2 separate regions of the Mus musculus genome follow, and region 2 is linked to region 1. Evidence: chromatin contacts called from public HiChIP or PLAC-seq data. All regions are on one chromosome and are shown on one strand. Each heading gives the region's core, a stretch centred on a gene start, on an enhancer-like site or on the middle of the called end of the contact. The rest is flanking DNA. Distances are from core to core; before and after follow the strand shown.

The links. HiChIP or PLAC-seq counts read pairs in DNA pulled down with a chosen protein or histone mark.
Region 2: a contact with region 1 is called in an H3K4me3 HiChIP or PLAC-seq map of the 230-238 cell line, with 14 read pairs. The contact joins the promoter of Lztr1 here to the enhancer-like site in region 1. A contact is called at or near these places in 3 of 39 promoter capture datasets (the 3T3-L1 cell line, hippocampal neurons and liver), 2 of 484 Hi-C or Micro-C datasets (germline stem cells and nephron progenitors), 3 of 115 datasets of contacts at active chromatin or transcription factors (the 230-238 cell line and embryonic stem cells) and 3 of 9 other capture datasets (adipose tissue, embryonic stem cells and liver).

What each region holds. Positions count from the first base shown.
Region 1 is chr16:17,300,015-17,305,826 of GRCm38.p6, forward strand. It overlaps Pi4ka (phosphatidylinositol 4-kinase alpha), which reads right to left. Exons shown (of 55, transcript NM_001373955.1): 33 at 3,271-3,429; 34 at 2,977-3,128; 35 at 979-1,086. Among named protein-coding and RNA genes, the nearest start is that of Tmem191c, 27 kb to the left of the region's middle. Within about 2 kb of position 3,152, at least 14 of the 459 cell types and tissues checked have an H3K27ac peak or open chromatin away from gene starts, as enhancers often do. A contact at or near this core is called in the 230-238 cell line, where this site is marked.
Region 2 is chr16:17,505,019-17,510,830 of GRCm38.p6, forward strand. It overlaps Lztr1 (leucine-zipper-like transcriptional regulator, 1), which reads left to right and starts at 3,665. Exons shown (of 21, transcript NM_025808.4): 1 at 3,665-4,200; 2 at 4,608-4,670. The coding sequence starts at 4,010. Aifm3 (apoptosis-inducing factor, mitochondrion-associated 3) reads left to right here. Exons shown (of 20, transcript NM_001291070.1): 17 at 666-741; 18 at 1,212-1,316; 19 at 1,881-1,901; 20 at 2,109-2,464. The coding sequence ends at 2,148.

The sequences.
Region 1 (5,812 bases), core at 1,902-4,401:
CAGCTGATATTTGCAGGTTTTTTTTTTTAAATAGAAATCATTTATATGAACAGGAAAAATAAAAGGTATATAATTTATCTCTCTATCTTTTCTCAAGATAGGGTTTCTCTGCCCTGGCTGTCTTGGAACTTGCCCTGTAGACCTCCAGCTCAAAGATCTGCCTCTGCCTCTACCTCCTGGGATGAAAGGCATACATCACCATGCTGGGAATATATTTTTTTAATTTGTTGGGAATATTTTTAAAAATATATATTTTTTCAAGACAGGGTTTCTCTGTGTAGCCCTGGCTGTCCTGGAACTCACTCTGTAGACCAGGCTGGCCTTCAACTCAGAGGTCTGTCTGCCTCTGCTTCCCCAGTGTTGGGATTAAAGCCTCACATACAGCTGGGACTGAGGGTATATGCCACTGTGCCTGTCTGCTCTTAATTTAGACAAATAAAAAGACCAGAACCTCCAGTTAGAGGCTGTTCTGTCACCTGAAATGGGTGCTGGGAACTGAACTCAGGACCTCTGGAAGAGCAGCAGGTGCTCTTAACTGCTGAGCCATCTCTGCAGGCTTGCTCCCTGTCCTTCTCTCTTACTTTCAACCCTTGTTTGACACGGATTAGTTATGGCTGCTGAGAGAAGCAGGGGTAAAGGGTTATTGCACCAACATGGGCAATGAATTAGTTACAGAGCCACTAAAGAAAATATCTGTGTCTTCCAGGAACTATTAACTACCCAAAGAGCCTCAGAATCAGGGGTTGTGAGCCCCTCATCTCTTAAATTAACTCAAGGAACAATCTGCACATATTCCATTTGGCTCCTGGCTCTGAGTACATTCCTGAGGATATTACAGTGTAGTCATACAAGGACTACTGAATGAGGTTGGTGAGCAAGAACCAGGTAAACTATGTCCTTATTATGTAAGTAACTTGGTGATATAAGCTGGGTTGCAGCTGTTTCTGGGCATGTGCCCAATACAGCTGGAGGTAGTACCTGAAATAGTCAAAGGCTGTTGAGTATATCTTCTCTCGAAGCACGTTTCGAATGGTTGCATTTGGAACCACATCAGCATGCAGGAGGGACAGCCCCAAGGTCAGCAGTCTGAGAGAGATTACAAGGTTGGAGCCCTGGGCAAAGGCTGAGCCTTCAGGGGTATATATGTTCTCCTAAGCAAACCCCAGAATCCCTGAATATAAACCCTATAAACATTACCAGCATATCACCATTCAGCTGTTCTCTCCCCACCGTCTCTCCTCTCTCAGACAAAGTCTCATGTATTCCAAGCTGGCCTTCAGTTCTCTTTTGGAGTGTTGGGGTAATCCTGAATTTCTGATCCCCTTGCCTATGTCTTTTAGGTGTCAAGATTATAGTGTGTTTAAATAAAAAAAAAATCTATGCATGGGTAAAGGTGTTGTACAAGAAAGCTCTAAAGTTAAAATTTAGGTAACTAAAATACAAGTTTTCCCTGTTCTAAGATGGAGCTAGCTCATTAGCTCAGCTCTTCCATGGACGTGCAGATGGTCACGTGTTGGGCAAACCCACTCTGCATTCGTGCTTGGGGATGTGGTTTGTAGAGTGCTTGCCTAGCATGCCTGATGCCCCGAGTTCCATCCCTACCTCTGCAAAAAAATGGGTATGAAAAAACATTTTTAAACAAAATAAAGCAAACCATGCTTCATTCTTGTTGAGAGGAAATCAAATGAACTCTATGATGTTCTGACTGGGCCAAGACTCCTAGGCTCACAAACAGTCTGCAGTTCTGTCCCCATGGGACACTGCTATGATTTTAATCCTAAGGGGTGGTGGAGAGGGTTATGTGTACGGTTTCTGCTAAACAAAGCCCCGAGCAGGGTACGAGACATAAGTAGGAAGGTACTGTTCTGCTCCTGCCTACACTGCTGGGGTAAGACAGTGATGGAGGTCAGGAACCAAGTTGGTGGGTAAGACACAGTGCTCTGCACAGGGAAAAGCTAGGCTATCCCACACAATCGAGTGGCAATGGGGTTTTTCTCAAGGGCCAGATCCCAGCTACAGCCTGACAGTGACATGGACCCTGTGGAACAAGCATGTCTACACGTAGCAAACAGGGTGACCCAGATCCAGGGGCAAGTAGCTCTAGAGGCTCAAGTACAGGTGCAGGGTCATTGTAGACAGTCAGGCTAGGCCTAAGGCATGGTGCAAGATGAATAGAATATAGCACAGCCACTTTACAGAGGCTGTCTATACCAGCAGAAGTATAGATGCTAGCTTCTATGCTACTGAGTCCTAGGCGATGGCCTGTGGTGGGGAGTAGATCACAAGGGAGCTTAGATATGAGGAAAAAAAGAGGTCTGATCCACCATTGCAAGGGAACAGAGACAGCAGAGAAAGGAGGAGGGCAAACTGATGTTTCTGAGTGCATCTGGGATTAGCCAGCTAAGCCTGAGTGAGGGCTGAGCCTTTGTGGTAGTGCAGGCAGAGGCATTTCTGTGATGGCTACATGCTACTGAAAAGCAGCAACAGGAATCATTTTCTATAACTTGTTCCCACTGCCTTTAGAAAAGTATCAGTCAGTGACAGACTAGGTACTAACAAGAGGACTGGCCCCTCTCTGTAGGTGGTTGGAGAAGTGTAGTTCTAATGGGCTATGAGGCCATGGTCTGGAGTTCAGGGGAGAGAAAGACAATACCTGGTAGAAGCAAGAGCTTCTACCATGCATTGGTGCTGGTCAGCCAGCCCCTCACAGACAACAGCAGAGGCCATGTTCTAGCAAGCAGGACTGTACTAGGGGACAGGGGTTGGGGAGCCTCTTAGCCAGCCAGCGGATCATGGTCTCATGCCCTCTACAAGTCTTCTTGATCGTCCCAGGGCACTGCCATAGGATTTACTCTACACTGCAGAGCAGCATCGCAGGACATACCCACCCACCCCTACCATGATCTACACACTACACATGTGCCCTACATGCCAGTAACAGCACACTCAGGTGCCCCAGAGAAATAGGGTCCTCACTTGAAACGTGGTCCAATGGCTGCCACATGCCTGTTCATGCTCCCCCTGGCTCCACCAATATTGAGGGACATGGAGCGCTGCAGCAGGCTTGAGAAGATCTCCACCTGGTCAGAGCTACAGTACTTGGCAATCTCAAACCGCTGGACCAGGAACTGTGGAAAGTAAACAAGCTGTGTAAGTTGTCACCCATTCTCTCAGGTCAGGGCCCCTAGACCAGCTGGTGCGCTGGGCTGACCCAAGTGTCCCCAAGGCTGTCCCTACAAAGCTCAGCAGAGCTTGAGGGTAGGCACATACATCGATCCAGATGTAGTGAGGTGTCACTTCGGGGGGACAAGGTCTTGGCTGACTTGCTTCTGATGCTGCCAGGGGGTCTGCTTCCTTTGTTTCCACAGAAAAGAGGCCGAACTTCTGCTCTACTGTCATGTGCCAGGCTCCTGCCATCTCCCGCATAAACTGCAAATTGGAAAGAAAGGTCAGTGCCTCCAGAGAGTAGAGGGTGGGTGGCTGCTTTGTTTTTGAATTCCTGAATAAAGCTCAACATGTAACTTATGCCTGTGACCCCAGTATTCAGCAGGCTGAGGCAGGAGGACGGGAATGAGTTCAAGTTCAGCAGGGGCTACATACAGAATGAGATGCTTTCTTAAAACAAACACAAAGTAAAACTGTACTGGATGAAAATAGAAGGCAAGCAAAGTAAGGAGCAGCGGCCCGGAACCCACGTCTCAGGGGAGCTACTCAAGTCTTTGTATGCTTCCTCCAGCTCCCCACCCCCAACTGACTGTCAACACAACTCATGGGCCCAGCAGGGCAGGGAACAAGGTGCAGCACATCTTGGTTAGCATGTCCCTAATGCAGTGCAAGCCTTCCACAGGCTCTATCCTGGTGAAGCTTGGAAAGAATTCTGAAAACTTCCTGTGTTAAGAGCAGCAAGTACCACATGCAGGATTTCCAAGCCACAAAGGTAGGTCTTCATTAGCTTATCAGATTTGAGAGTAGCCCAGGAAGTTCAAGGGAGGGCAGGCTGTAAGTGTCAAGATCAGAGTCATTCCCTTGACCTAGTCATACTGATCCAGGGCCCTTTCTGCTTTGAGCTTGGAGGGTTGCCCAGATAAAGCACAGTAGTGTGTTCTGGAAGAAGTAGGGGCTAAACAGAGGAATGGTTACTATTTTACCCTACAGAAGCACCAGCGATGCATGGGTTATGCAGGCTTTGGTTCCCTTTCTAGCACCATTACCTACCCTCTTGCAAGACTTGGCTCAAGATGCTGGGGATCATGAGCACTAAAGAGCAAGATGGGAGTCAACTAGGCAAGGCTCAGGAGAAGCCCAGGCAGGCTTTATAAAATGACACCTCTCTTCTGCTATTCCTCGTGATTCCTGAAGGCACAGATGCCATTGGGAGGCCATGAGGGTGAAGACAAAGGCCTTTCATGCTAAGGTAGCATCGTTATAGGTGGGAAATGAAGAATATCAAGGAGCTATATACCCTGCTGTGGCTTCTTTCGGAGTCTGGCTTCTGCCTACTGTTAGATGTATTTTTTATGGTAGAAGTTGGGGTACCAAATTGGTTGGAAGTATAGGAAACCCCAGAACTGATGGGATAAAGTAACCAAGCAAAGGCTACGCTCCCACTCATTTGTGTAAGATCCACTTCTATGATAGGGTCTCCCAGACTCTGGGAACAAACAAATGTGGATGGTCCAAGATATAAGCAACAGGCAGCATACTAAATCTGAGAAAGCAGCAGTATGGTGCAAAGAGGGAAGGTGTTTTAGATAGGGTGGCCAGAGAATGCTGGTGGGATGGAAGAGAACATTGGACACAAGTCCTAGAGATGGTCAGCAGTGACATTCATCTAAGTAAAGGAAATGGGATGCAGCTAGGCAGAAACAGCCTGGGAGAGCAGGAGCAACAGGATCTAGTAGAGCTACAGCAGGGCAAATGAGAAGACAGAAGAGACAGAGGTAGGTGCAGGTGAGCTTCAGGGCCAGAACAAGTCAGTCAGTCTAAGTGAGGTGGGAAGAGCAGCAAGAGGCCTGGGAATCAGAGAGATTCAATCCAGTATAGTTTTTACTGCATGCTCCTATTGCATGTATACAGGACAGTATGGAAGCAGGGAATGACATATTCCTGTAAGTTTTGGGCATTTGAATACTTTGTCCCAGGTTAGTGGCTGTCTGAGAAGGAGTAGGAGGCATGTAACTAGGGCAGGAGAGTTTTGAGGCTCGTATTTGAACAGGTCTCCAGTTGGTAGCATTGTTTAGGGATGTTATAAAACCATCATGGGTGTTGAGAGTGTACAGCCTTGCTCCATTCTAGTGTTCTCAGCTACCCACTCTGGCACCTGCTGCCATGCCTCTGCCCTCTGGAATCATCAGCTAAAATAAAGACTTATTGCACAAGTCTAACCATGGTGTTTTATCATAACAGGAGAAAGTAACTGACTCAGTGGGGCTGCCCTAAGGTCAGGGGAAAGACAAAGGAGGCTAGGGCCACAAATGTAGCTGGAATGCTGGGATGTGACCAAATTTTGGGTCTATTTAAAGGTAAAAAGATAAAGCTAACAGGGCATGTTCTGGGCCATTTGTAGGAAGTGTAAGATGTCAATAGCAGCCTGGTCTACACAGAGATAAGACAGGTACAGCATTGTCAATAATGTGGTGTCCAAAACAGGGGGCAACTGGATCTCTACAGCCTAGGCTTTTCTGTGGTGCTGGGAACTGAACCCAGGACCTCATATGCTAACAGGTGTTTCTTCCACTGAGCTATATACTTAGAGTGGATTTTTTTTAAACCAAACAAAAAAAATGTATTTTATGTGTATGAGTGCTTTGCC
Region 2 (5,812 bases), core at 2,415-4,914, 210 kb after region 1:
AACTAAAAGCTTGTCTCCTGGGGATGGGGTCCTGAAGGCACTTCAGGATTAAGTATGGGGGTTGGGTCCAGTAAGAACTAAGAATTGGCAAATAAGAACTGGGTTGGCTCAGGTGCATACTGCACTCCCAGCAGTTCAGAGGCTAAAATGGGAAGATCAGGAATTGGAGACCAGTCTGAGTCTTAGATGGTAGAGCCAGGAACTGCTTAGGAGGAGCAGAGGGTTGACGAGATGGCTCAGTGGGTAAGGGTTCTTGCTGCCACACTGATGATCTGAGTTCATTTCTTAAAACCCACATAGTGGAAGGTGAAAAATCACCTCCTGCAAATTGTCCTCTGATCTCCATACATGCATGTGTGCATACACATGAAATAAATAAATAAATGTCATTAAAAAAAAGTCGGAGTAGGATCCAGGTATGGTGGCACAGGAGTTTAGTCCCAGCACTTGAGAGCAGAGCCAAATGGATCTCTTGAGTTCAAGGCTGGCCTGATCTACAGAGTGAGTTTTAGGACAGCCAGGGCTACACAGAGAAACCCTGTCTCAGAAAAACAAGAAGGAGAGAGAGAGGAAAGGTGGGGAGGGAGGTCTGTTGTTTAGACAGGAGCTAGGGAGCCTATGAAGACTGTCCCCCTTCCCCAGTTCACATGGGCGCCCTCCCACAGGCTACGGAGAAGGCTTCGATGATGTCATCATTCAGGGGGATCTGGAGGAGCTGAAGTTTGTGGCTTTTTATACCAAGTGAGAGCAATGGGGTGCGATGGGAGCATGGAGCAGTGGGAGTGCTGTTGGGAATCGATAGTGTTAGCAAAGCAGCAGGGGCTAAAAGACAAGTGAATGGCCGCGTGGGGGTGCTGGGCAGGAGATGAGGAGGAAGCAACAACAGTCCTCCCGTGCATCAAACAATACTGTGTCTTCTGGATATTTCTTTGAGGTAAGTGTTGACACTGAGGCAGGTAGGTGTCTACAACAAGGAAAGACAAACTGGTGTAGACAAGCTGATGCTAAGGCTGGGCCCATCCCTGCGCTGTGCCAAGGGTTTCTTTGGGCAGCTGACAGTGCTGGGACCAAATGGAGGGCTGGGTGCTCAAGACATCTTGTTTCCCTGGACAAGAGCCTTCCCGGCATCCCAGGTGGACCAGAAGGTGTTAGGATCTCAAGAAGGACCACTGCTGCTAGTGGTCTCAGGCTGGGGCTCCTTCTCTCCATAGAAGTGACGAAGTGATTGCTGTGGCCAGCATGAACTACGATCCCATCGTATCCAAGGTGGCTGAGGTGCTAGCCTCAGGTCGAGCCATCCGGAAGCGGGAGGTGGAGTGAGTGCGGGTGTGGGAGACTGTAGGGTGTGTGTGGGTATCCTGGATAGGATCTATTAAAGCTACCATGGCAGCCTGTTGCCCGCTCAGTCCTATAGAGCTCTTCTCCTCACTTTCAGTTCCCATGGTTCCTGGGTGAGATGAGGGTGAATTTGGTTTAGAAGTTGACAGGATATGATTACAAAGAACCGGGTGTGTGGCCCAGAGAGGAGCCAATGTTGGGGAGTGGGGGGTGGAGGCAATGTGATTTGTGCTAAGCTTGGCAGAACTTAGGTGGAGAAACATAGTAGGTGATGCCCCCAGATATGCCATCCACAGAGAAGTGGGGTGGTTACATGACATCTGGGAAGCAGTGGACATGAGCCATTACCATCATCCCAGCACAGTGCCAGTGAGTCCCCAGTAGCTTAACCTGTGTACAGAGAACTTCCCAGGACCAGAGACAGGCCAGAGGTGACTGATGGCTATGTGTCGGGGTAAATCCTAGAGTGGAAGACTCAGAGTGGATCTGATAAATGATATACTTTCTTTGGCCTTCTGTTTTTCCCTCTTGCCTTCGAAAAGGTTGTTTATGCTACACAGCAAGTACGTGCATTGTTTCTTGTTGACTGTTCTCAGCCTTTCTTCCCCAGCCCAATGACTGAACCCTCCCACCTTGCCCAAGTCCATTACCTACGGGGCTTTGACACAGATCAGTCTCTGCTGCTGTATTCAAGAATCATTGGCTCATGGTGCCTAGAGTGGGGAACCTGTCCTCTTCTGCCCTGACCCATCCTCCTCTCATTCCTGCAGAACCGGTGACATGTCTTGGCTCACAGGAAAAGGATCCTGAGCTCTCCTGTGGTGGACTTGGGCAGGCCTCTGGGGTACCAAGGTCAGAGACCAAGTCCTGGGGCAAGTGCCAACTCCAATTTCCCAGGATCCCTCACTGTGGAATCTGAGTCCTCCAAGGCTTGCCTTGACCTGTCTGCCTCGCCTCCAGCCAGGCTACCACAGCCTCCAGAAGATGGTCCATTCCTAATGCCTCAGCTGTCACTGACAGCTGGGTGTAGAGGCAGGACAGGCTCTGCCTTGGTTTCCTCTACTAGGACGATTTTCCCAGCAAGCCCCTTCAACATTACCTTAAAATTAAAACGCATGTCTCAGCAGAACTGTGTCCTAGTGTAATTGGGCCGACACTTAGAGCCAGGCATGATGTGACACATCTGTAATAGTGGCACTCAGGACAGAGGCAGGAGGGTTAGAAGTCTCAGTCTTTTGTTTTTTTTTTTTAAAAAAGCTTCACAAGCCAGAGACAGCTTTTGTATTTGTCCACTTAAGAGAGGTGGGAGCTGGGTCCTGCAGACTCCATGCTGCCACAGAAACCTGAGCTCAGACCAGGAGGTGGTGGCGCACACCTTTAATCCCAGTGCCCGGGAGGCAGAGGCAGGCAGATCTCTGAATTCAAGACCAACCTAATCTACAGAGTGAGTTCCAGGACAGCCAGAGCTACACAGAGAAACCCTGTCTGAAATAAAACAAAATGAAAATCACCTCATTGTTATTAACTCACAAATACACTCTGCTAGATTGCAGTAGTCACTCAAAAACCTATCCAGTTGCATTCTGTATATCTCTAGGTTTTGTTTTTGTACAGTTAGGATAGCCATTGTGAAGCTGCTCTTGACTTTTACTATTTTACATTTATAAGCTCTTACCAAAAAAATATGAAACTAGACCAACTGACATTATATCCATTTCACTACATGTGTCCCTTTTGCCTGAACTTCCTGAATCATTTCACGGGTGATTCAGCTGGCAGCAGACTACAAATAAAACACACACACACACACACAAATTGTGGTGTAGCCTAGTGGCAGAGTGCATGCTGATCAAATCCTAGGTTCAAAACCCACAGCAAAACAGAGAAAGGGGCTGGAGACATGGCTCAGTGGTTAAGAGCACCAGCTGCTCTTCTGAAGGTCATGAGTTCAAATCCCAGTAACCACATGGTGGCTCACAACCATCCGTAATGAGATCTGACGCCCTCTTCTGGTGCATCTGAAGACAGCTACAGTGTACTTAGATATAATAATAAATAAATCTTTTAAAAAAAGAGAGAGAAGGAGGGGGAGGAAGAGAGAGGAGAGAAATAAATGAAGATACTGCTCTCAACTGAGAACCCAGAGGTGCCCCGCCATCGAGAGTCCCAGACAAGAATGCCAAGAGAGAGCAGAGGGGGAGCAGTGAAGATCAGGTTTGGGGAGCACAAACAGAAGGTGGACAATTGAGCAGCTCGCTTGCAAGTCCGAAACCTCATCCTGGAGGAGGGCGGGGGGATCTTCCGGGAGACAGCAAAGCCCGACTACAAGGCATGCCGGGAGCGTGTAGCTCGCCGCTGCCTTGAGAATGTCAGTGGTTTACTATGGTCTGAGTGCGTATCCTGAAAGAGGAAACCCAAATCGAGACTTGGCCAGAAATACTTTCCAGAATGTGATGTGCTCGATATACGATAATGCGAGGAGCCGGGCTGCCAGGTTCCTCGATAGCGAGCCGCGTCGCGGGAAGCGCGAGGTTTGTCGGGAGGCCCGACAAACCGGCCGGAAGTGCTACACCAGCGGCGCAGGGCTCTCTGGGAAGTGTAGTCCTTTGGCTCTGCCCGGGCGGTGGCCGTGAGTCCTGCAACCTGGCGGCCTATCCAGCCTGAACAAGGGATGGCTGGCTCCGGAGGCCCCATTGGGTCCGGGGCCTTGACAGGAGGGGTACGCTCCAAGGTGGCTCCGAGCGTGGACTTTGACCACAGCTGCTCAGACAGTGTCGAGTACCTGACGCTCAACTTTGGACCCTTCGAAACAGTGCATCGCTGGCGGCGCCTCCCGCCCTGTGACGAATTCGTGGGCGCCCGGTACGACAGTGTACAGGGATCCTGAAGGCACTGGTAGTAGGGACGAGAGCTGGTCTTAGGACGGGCTGTAGGGACGAAATCCCGTGTGATGTCTTGGAGTATAGATTGGTCGTTCCCAAAGCTGAGTTCCCAGGGAACAGCACCGTAGTGATTCTAGGCAGGGTACCAGACTTGTGTTTCTGAGGATCCTGTTTGGGTCCCTGAGCTGTGAGGTATGAGTGGGAAGTCTGAAGCGTCCCCGATGTATGTCCTTGCTGTCTGAAGAACTGAAGGATCTCTATAGATCTTAGCAGTTGAGAGGCTTTGTCCAAACTTATGTGGTAGCAACCATGTGTGTAGTCCCATTTCTTGGGTGCCAGCTGGGAGAGTTCCGGTCTCACCACCCTTCACCCCTTCTTTCTTTCTAGGCGCAGCAAGCACACAGTCGTGGCATATAAGGATGCCATCTATGTGTTTGGTGGAGACAACGGGTGAGTTTGCCTGTTTTGATGGAAGTGGTGGCAGGGGATGATGACAGAGAGAGACAGAGGATGGGAGTCATTAGCTATGCCTTGTGAGCCTCTGTTTCGCCATCTGTGTGGTGCTTTGCCCTTGATTCCCATGTTACGGTGAGGAAGACCCTACCCCTAAAGCCCTTTTATCCAGCATTCAAACGGCAGCCTGTGCTAGGTTCATGGAGATATCCTTGTGTTGAAAGAGGAGACAGCTTTGGAAGAAACATGCTAGCCCTACTGGCACTTTTCTTCTTTCCCTACACTTCTCTCTAGGCTTTGCCCAAATTTTTGTTTTGTAACATCTCTTATGGGGGGAGGGGCGCAAATGTGGAGATCAGACAACAGCTAGCAGGAATCATCTTTCTCCTTGTATGGGTACCAGGGCTTGAAGTCAGGTTGCAAGACATGGTGGCAAGTCTTGTTGAGTCATCTCACTACCTCTAAAACAGTTTTATTGATGCTGTACACACATTTGGTGGAGATTTCCCTGTGTTGCTTTAACCTCCTGGAAAATAATATTCCTGGAAATGACCTAGTAAGCACATCTCCATGCACATAGACTTCCACCAAGTAAGCTGAGGTTATGTGTTTACATATGACTCCCTCCTCTCAGGCCTAGAACCTGGCCTAAAGCCCAGAACAGGCACTATAGCCTTGGTCCTGTAGACTACATGAGGTAGCTGACCTAGAGCAAGTGAGATTTTTCAGGTCTATTAAGACATACAAACTTGGCCATGACTGTCTGGGATTTTAGCTCATTTCCACAGCCTCTTTCTCCAAGAGCAGTTGGGGATTCATGTACAACTGCACATCAGAGTGCGCGTTAATTGGTTCACAGTCCTGAATGCCTCTGTCTTCTTTGTCCTAATAGGAGGGTATGGCCTGCTTGTTAGTGCTGTCCTGTCTGTTTGATGACCTTGTCCCCATCCTTGTTGCCTAGCCATTTGCAATGTTGTTCCTTCCCTTCCACACTTCTGTCCTCTTCTAATGTTCTTTTGGGTGAGGCCTTGTGCCCTCTTATCTCTTTTAAGTGCCACTTGCCCCTGGTGTTGGCCGAGATCCATTTCCTTACTGTTTCCTACAGCAGTGTCCAGATGTAATCATTTACTAAGCAAAAG